Regions from separate parts of the Sus scrofa genome. Here region 2 is linked to region 1. The links are chromatin contacts, called in public HiChIP or PLAC-seq maps. All regions are on one chromosome and are shown on one strand. Each heading gives the region's core, a stretch centred on a gene start, on an enhancer-like site or on the middle of the called end of the contact. The rest is flanking DNA. Distances are from core to core; before and after follow the strand shown.

The links. HiChIP or PLAC-seq counts read pairs in DNA pulled down with a chosen protein or histone mark.
Region 2: a contact with region 1 is called in an H3K27ac HiChIP or PLAC-seq map of alveolar macrophages. The contact joins the promoter of IPO9 here to the promoter of CSRP1 in region 1. A contact is called at or near these places in 3 of 5 promoter capture datasets (fetal liver, fetal skeletal muscle and liver) and 1 of 2 datasets of contacts at active chromatin or transcription factors (alveolar macrophages).

What each region holds. Positions count from the first base shown.
Region 1 is chr10:23,862,729-23,866,026 of Sscrofa11.1, reverse strand. It overlaps CSRP1 (cysteine and glycine-rich protein 1), which reads left to right and starts at 2,007. Exons shown (of 6, transcript XM_003357676.4): 1 at 2,007-2,322.
Region 2 is chr10:24,107,978-24,111,516 of Sscrofa11.1, reverse strand. It overlaps IPO9 (importin-9), which reads right to left and starts at 1,391. Exons shown (of 24, transcript XM_021064520.1): 1 at 1,162-1,391. The coding sequence starts at 1,324.

The DNA.
Region 1 (3,298 bases), core at 758-3,257:
ACGAAGTCCTACAGTTTAATGTGCCTGTTTATCTACTGCTGGCTCAGCGCACGGAGGACCAGAACTTCCCCTGGTTTCTGCCCCTAGTTCTCACTTGGCTCAGAGGAGAACCGCCGAATCTGCAAGAAATCCTGGTCGGTCAGTGATCCCAATCTTGGAGGCCCTATTTGTTTGTTTTTGTCTTTTGGGGGCCACACCCATGACATATGGAGGTTCCCAGGCTAGGGGTCTCATCGGAGCTACGGCTGCTGGCCTACCCCACAGCCATAGCAACACCAGATCCGAGCTGCATCTGCGATCTACACCACAGCTCACGGCAACGCCGGATCCTCAACCCACTGAGCGAGGCCAGGGATCGAACCCATAACCTTATAGTTCCTAGTTGGATTCGCTTCTGCTGCGTCACGACGGGAACTCCTTGGAGGCCCTGTTTGCATGATGGGCCTGGCCCAAAGAAAGCTGTTTCTTAGGCCAGGAAGTCAGAAAAGCCCAGATAAACACCTCATTTTCTGGATTCTAAGATGCTTGATTTTATTCCTGGAGGAGAGATGATTCGGCCACCTGGGGCTGTAAATGAGGCCTGTGAGGGTCTGAGGCCTCGACACCTGTCCAGGCTGGAAGATGTGGCAGCTGCACCTGTGCGTGACCCGGAGGAAGGGCCACCAGCTGCCCAGCAGCCCTCCAAGACCTGCCCCCGGGGCCACAGCCATGGGCGAGAGGAGGCTTCCTTCTCAGAGACACTGGAGCCCATGAGGGCAAACAGCAGGGCACCCGGGGAGCAGGCACAGCACAGCGAAATGTGCGCCGAGGTCTGAGTGTGGTTTGCACCCCACTCGGTGTGCTCCCAGTGCAAAGGGTGCCATTCGACCTGGAAATGCAGTGAATGAGCTACGACACCGCGGACCCAAAGAAGTGCTTTGTCTCCCTAAGTTCTCAGTCTCTCTCAGGTCTCCGTGTTCCTCCGAACAGGACTTGGGGGAGCAGATGGCACCTTCTTTTATTTTTTTCTTTTCTTTTTTTTTTTTCCTCGTCTTTTTGCCATTTCTAGGGCCACTCCCGTGGCATATGGAGTTTCCCAGGCTAGGGGTCTCATTGGAGCTGTAGCCACTGGCCTACACCAGAGCCACAGCCACGCGGGATCTGAGCCACGTCTGCTACCCACACCACAGCTCACGGCAATGCCGGATCCTTAACCCACTGAGCAAGGCCAGGGATCGAACCTGCCACCTCATGGTTCCTAGTTGGATTTGTTAACCACTGAGCCACGAGGGGAACTCCGGCACCTTCCTTTAGAGCTGGGCTCGCTCTGCCCCCCACCAGGACCCCTCTGCCAGGGGGTGACTCCCTCTCCCTCCAGAGCCCCAGGTTTCTGGGCTGTTCTGCCCAGGACAGAGGTGGAGGTTCTATCCTGACCCAGGAACAGCTCTGCAGGGAGCGGGCGGCTCTGACCTCTGAGATGCCCGCTGCTGCAGGCACAGGAAGGGCTGGGAGCTGCTGAGGGCGGCACCCACTTTTCAGAGCTGCTGTTCTGGGGGAGGGGTGGGGCAGCCTCCTTTGGAGAGCAGGGGAGATTGGGGAAGCCCAGAAGGAAGAGCTGCTGGAGGAGGGCGTTACACTCACCGAGGGCCACTGCTGAGGGCGTAGAAGGCTTAGAAGATCTGCCCCGTCTCCCCCCAAAACACACCCCTTCCCTGTGGATTACAGCTCCTTCACAGATGCGGAGCCTGTGGGCGGGGGTGGGGGGTGATTTGGAATCTAGGCCAGGGCAACAGCTAGTACACGGAAGGGGCGGGATCCGAACTCAGGCCTCTCTTACCCTGGTGCTCAGATGTGTCCTTGCCACCCTGCCGCCAGAACAAGTGAGACCCCACCACCGTCCCCACCGCCATCCACGCCCGCCCCTTCTCTTGTGGCGCAGGTTTTATCAGAAGTCTTAGCTCTCAGACTTGTGTCTCCACCCTCTCGCATCCGGCCGCCAGGAAACCCTGAGAAGTTCCGGGCACGTGCGAGACGCGGCTTCCTCCGTGGCGGGGGCACAGGGGGTCCCCCGGGCGCAGCCGGGTCGCCCCGGGCCTGGGGACCCCGCTGGGGGGTTGGGGGGTTGCGCCAAGACCTTAGCGCCGATGCGGTGACATCAGCCCCGGTGTGGTGACATCGGCGCTGGTGTGGTGCAGTGTGCAAAGCCCACTGGTTGGCGTGGCCGGGACACGCCCCCCGGGAGCGGAACAAAACGGCGCGCGGGCCGGACGAGCCCAGCCCCGCTTCCAGAGCGCCGCCCGCTGTCGCTGCCGCTACCGAAAGCCCAGCCACCACCGCCGCCAGGTGAGTGCGCGGGGTCTCGCCGAGCCCCTCTGGGCCACCCCGCTGGGCTCCGCTGCAACCTCCGCCCCTACCCCCGAGCGCCCTGGCTCCTCTGCGCGCCCCGGCTCCGCGCGCGCTGGACGCCCCCGGCCTTCTTGTCCCGCCACCTCTCGGGAGGCTGCAGGGGAGGGTAGACGCGACACCGGGCGGCCGGGGCCCGCGCAGGCCGAGGAGTGGGGCCAAGTGGCCGCGCGGGTTTCTTTCCAGGAGGCGCGGGGCTCCTCCCCGCTCCGGGTTCCCCGGACACAAAGGGCCCCCACGTGCCCCTGTCCCGGGACGGCCCGGCGCCCCCCACCGCCTGCGGGTCCCGAGGCGGAACAATGGGCCATTCTGCGCGCACTGACGCTTGTTGTCCGGCGGGGGTGGGAGCCTCTTGCAGCCCCCGCCCTTCTGCCCTGGGGGAACGCGCCCGCGGGCAGGGTGGGGACCGTCGGGCCTCGGGGGCCCGCCCGTGGCAGCTGCGCCCTGCCCTGCGCAGCGCAGGTGCTGGTTTCACTCTTTTCAAAAGACTAGATGGAGTTGCCCCCCACCTCCCACTGCGCGCGCCCCATTCACTCCCGCCCCCGCCGGCTCGTCTAAAGGAGTGGGGACCATCGCAGAGCCTGAAGGGACCCACAGTGCTTGGTGGCCTCAGTCCCTGAAGTGGGGAACACACTTAGAGAAAGTTGCAGTCCATTGCCCCACCAGCAACCACGAGGCAGGCGTTTTATCTGCTCTCACAGGCCCCAGAGTGTTGTGCAAATTCTGCAAACAGTTGTGATCTAATCAAATCTGGGTCTAGGCAGGAGGCTGGGTGGCTCAGCTCCCCGGAGGCGGGGGCACCCCTGCCCCTGGGTGTGAGTGGATGGTTAGGCCCACCCAGCTGAGAGGGCGTCACCTGGGCTCCTACCCCCAGAGGTCCGTACACCCGGCTCTGGTGAACACGGCAACCCACTCG
Region 2 (3,539 bases), core at 142-2,641, 250 kb before region 1:
CTTTGTCACTTCATACTCAAGGGAGACAGATTGTGAATAAAGGAATTTTACCCAGGAGGCTATAATAACTCCCACAGATCAACCTATGCATGGCTCCCAGAGAGCTTTCTTCTATCCCGAGGTTGCTCCTCTTGCAGTGTCTGACATTTTCCAGAACAATGACAGCTCCAACTAGGCCTTCAAAAACCGGGTCCCTAACCTGTTGGATCCCAAATCTCTAAGTATTTCCAAGAGAAGTGACTTAGTTTTCAATGGTGCTCCATGTCGTGGGAGGACGTTACATTTAAAGGAAAGCTGTTTTAAGTCTTTTTCAACAAAAACCCTAAGTCCAGTAGGAGGGCCACTGCGAGGTTCTGAGAGTGCCTGGTCAGACCACCGGCAATTTGAGTGCTGGTGGAACCTCCCTGCTGAGCTGGGGGAGCGGAGCCCCGACGGACCAGACGCATTTCTGACATAAAGCCCGAGAGGATTTCTCTCCTCTGGGTTCAGGATCAAACTGCCCGTGTAGCAAGGCTCCCCCGGGCCTGGGGAAGGCCCGCTGGGCAGGAACTGACAGGCGACCTCAAGCCAGAGGCTCGTTCTTTCCTCCATCATTCTCAAGCCTATACTAGGAGGATGCGGACAAAGACTCAAAGACAAAGGATGATCAGCTTCCCCGAGCAGTGCCAACCACTCCGAAAAGCCCCGGGGAGCGCGCGGGAGGGGAGGCGGCCGCACAGGCGTCTGACTGATTCCCGGGGAGGCGCGCGGAGGCGCGGTCCCGCCAGGTCTCCGGCCCACGGCCGCGGCCTCAACCCCGCCGCCCGCTCGCCCAGCCCCGCGCTCCCGGCCGAGAGCGAGCCCGGGCCCGCGCTCAGCGCGCCTGCCCCGGACCCTCCGCGCCGCCGCCCAGGGTCCTCCCGGAGCCTCCCTCCCTGGACCCTCCCTCCGTGGGGCCCTCCCTCCGGGACCCTCCCGCCCCGGATCCTCCCTCCCCGGCCGGCCTCTCCAGGACCCTCCACGCCGCCGCCCAGGCGCCTCCCTCCCGGGGGGACCTTCCCTCCCGGGAGAACCCTCCTTCCCCACCGGCCTCCCTGACTAGCCTCCCCAGGACCCTCCCTCCCCAGCCTGCGGTCAGCGCGGCCCAGGTCAGCCGCCCTCGCGACGACCCGCCTCACTCACCCTCTGTCACCTCCAGCACTTTGATCTGCTCCTCGGCGGCCGCCCGCACTTCCTGCACCGGAGACAGGATCCCGGTGAGCGTATCCACCAGCGCCTCTTTCAGCCCTTGGGCCACCGGCCCCGGCAGCCCCGAGGCCGCGCCAGCCGCCGCCGCCGCCGCCATCTTTCTCCCGCCGCGCGCCAGCCCCGCGGCCCGACCCGCCGCCGCCGGACGGCTCCCGCGCGCGGCCAATCCGCGAAGCCGCGCCTGCGCACAGGCCGGGCGGGCGCGCGAGGGGCGGGGCAGCGGCATGAGCCTCCCGAGACAGCGCCGCCTGCGGTGGAGACAAGAACTGCAGCGCCTCAGCGGGAAGCCTGTCGAGTGAGCCCCCGCGAGGTGCGGGCTCCCCGACGGCCGCAGACAGCGCGTGGGCAGCCTTGGCCGCAGCTCAGGCCAAGACCTGTACCTCCTCTTGCACGGATCCTTTCGGGGTGAGATGCTGCGTTAGGAGAGGGTGGGATGGGAATGAGTGGACAAGGCTTTAGGGAGGGGGTTGGAAGCCGACCTCTTTCCCCCCACAACTAATGAGTCTCTTAATCTCAGATCCTTAAGCGACTGAGCGAGGCCCGGATGGAACATGCATCCTCAGAGAGACCATGTTGGGTCCTTAACCCACTGAGCCACCACAGGGAACTCATCGCAGTTTCAGGAATCCAAAGGGCAGGGAAAGAATCTGAAGTGGGCTGGGCAGAGGGGAGCGGTCATCTTGCAGAGGCCGGGTCCATGGTTTTTCCAGCCAGGTGAGCCTAACCTCATGGTCAGATAGTCGCTGGCCAGGAGAGAGACCTGCGTCGGTAAGGCTGTCCCCTCCAGAGAAAGTACTTATCTGACTATTGGAGAATAAGTCCCATGTGCTGAGAAAGTGTAAATTTTTTCTCCAGGTGAGTTACCACTGGACCTTTAAAGGGTGGAGAGTGAATGCAATGCTTGCCGTGGTAGAAGGATGGTACCATTGTTGGGGTGGGAGGTTCAGACCAAACAGGACAGATGTTTCATAATAAGCTGTTCAGGTTGAATGCCTTAAAATGGTTTCTAGGGATCATGACTTGTTCCTAAGTGGCAAAGAGGACCAGGTAGCCACTCTTAGCCCAGTTCTAAGACCGTGGATGCTAAGCTGTCAACAATCAGGGATCAGGTCACTTCATCTGAGTATTCTTCTGAAAGAATGATTCCTCTCGTGTTTGTCTGTACGTGCAGTATACAAAAGTTCCTGGGCCAGGGGTCAAAAATCTGAGCCACAGCAGTGACAGTGCTGGCTCCTTAACCTGCTAGGCCACCAGGGAACTTTTCCTTGATTGCTTATTTCAGGGAGAGCTCTGAACTATTTGCCACCTCCCTGATAGAGGGCAGAGCTGGGTTGGGTCCCCATAGCAGTTTCCTAGGGGAAAGATTGCCTCCTGGACCCCAAAGTTTCACAGTGGGGAAGAGTAGGATTTGTCATTTTCCTTCTTTGAGTGGCCAGGAGAAGCAGAACTCCATTAGAATGAACAGCCTCTTTTCTCCTAGGTTGATTCACTTTTCCCCCAGGTCCAGAAGGTGGTATGTTTTCTAACACCATGGCCATGAAGGAAGGACTTCTGGGCTGGATGTTTTGCATTCTGGTGAAGGATGCTGGGTCTGTGCAGGCAAGACCCTCCCCCCCACACACACAAACATACCCACAACCAAAGGGGCCCAGAGACTCCTGCTTAGGGTTGGAGGGTCAGCCATCAACAGGCAGGTGGGTCTCACCTCTGGATTAGCCAAATGATCTTCCAGAGCAAGGAAAGGCCAAAAGACCAGTAGAGACAGACACCAGAGAGGGAGTGAGAGAGTGCCAGCAGACAACACAGGAGATAACTTTATTGAAATGCAATGGCGTTGAACAGGTGACTCTGGCTGGGGAGACACATGCCTGGTGGACAGAGAGCCTCGACGAGGGGCCTTTGGCAGTGACGGGAGAAAGGCTTCTTCCGCTGGCCCTGGCATGGATTTAAGGATCAGCCAATTTCTTGTTCAGGCAAATCACCGAGGGGGCGGCCCAGTTCTTTGATGATGGTTACAGCAACTGTGTACAACGGCTCGCTTTCTCCACGCTGGGTGTCAAGGGGAAGGGCCCGTGGTACAAAACCGAAACACACAGACACAACACACAGATCCTGGTTTGGGGCTTTGCGCCCAATAAATTAAAAAATATATATATATTGCAAAGATTCCTGCCTGCCTTCCACCGGAGGACCGGCGGGCCTTCGGAAACAAAGCCACCATCACACAGACAGCACTGCCAGAAGCAGGATGGGTGGGAGGGAGAAGGAAAGGAATCCAGCAGGGGTTGGAATTCCTTTAAGAAAAAGATGGT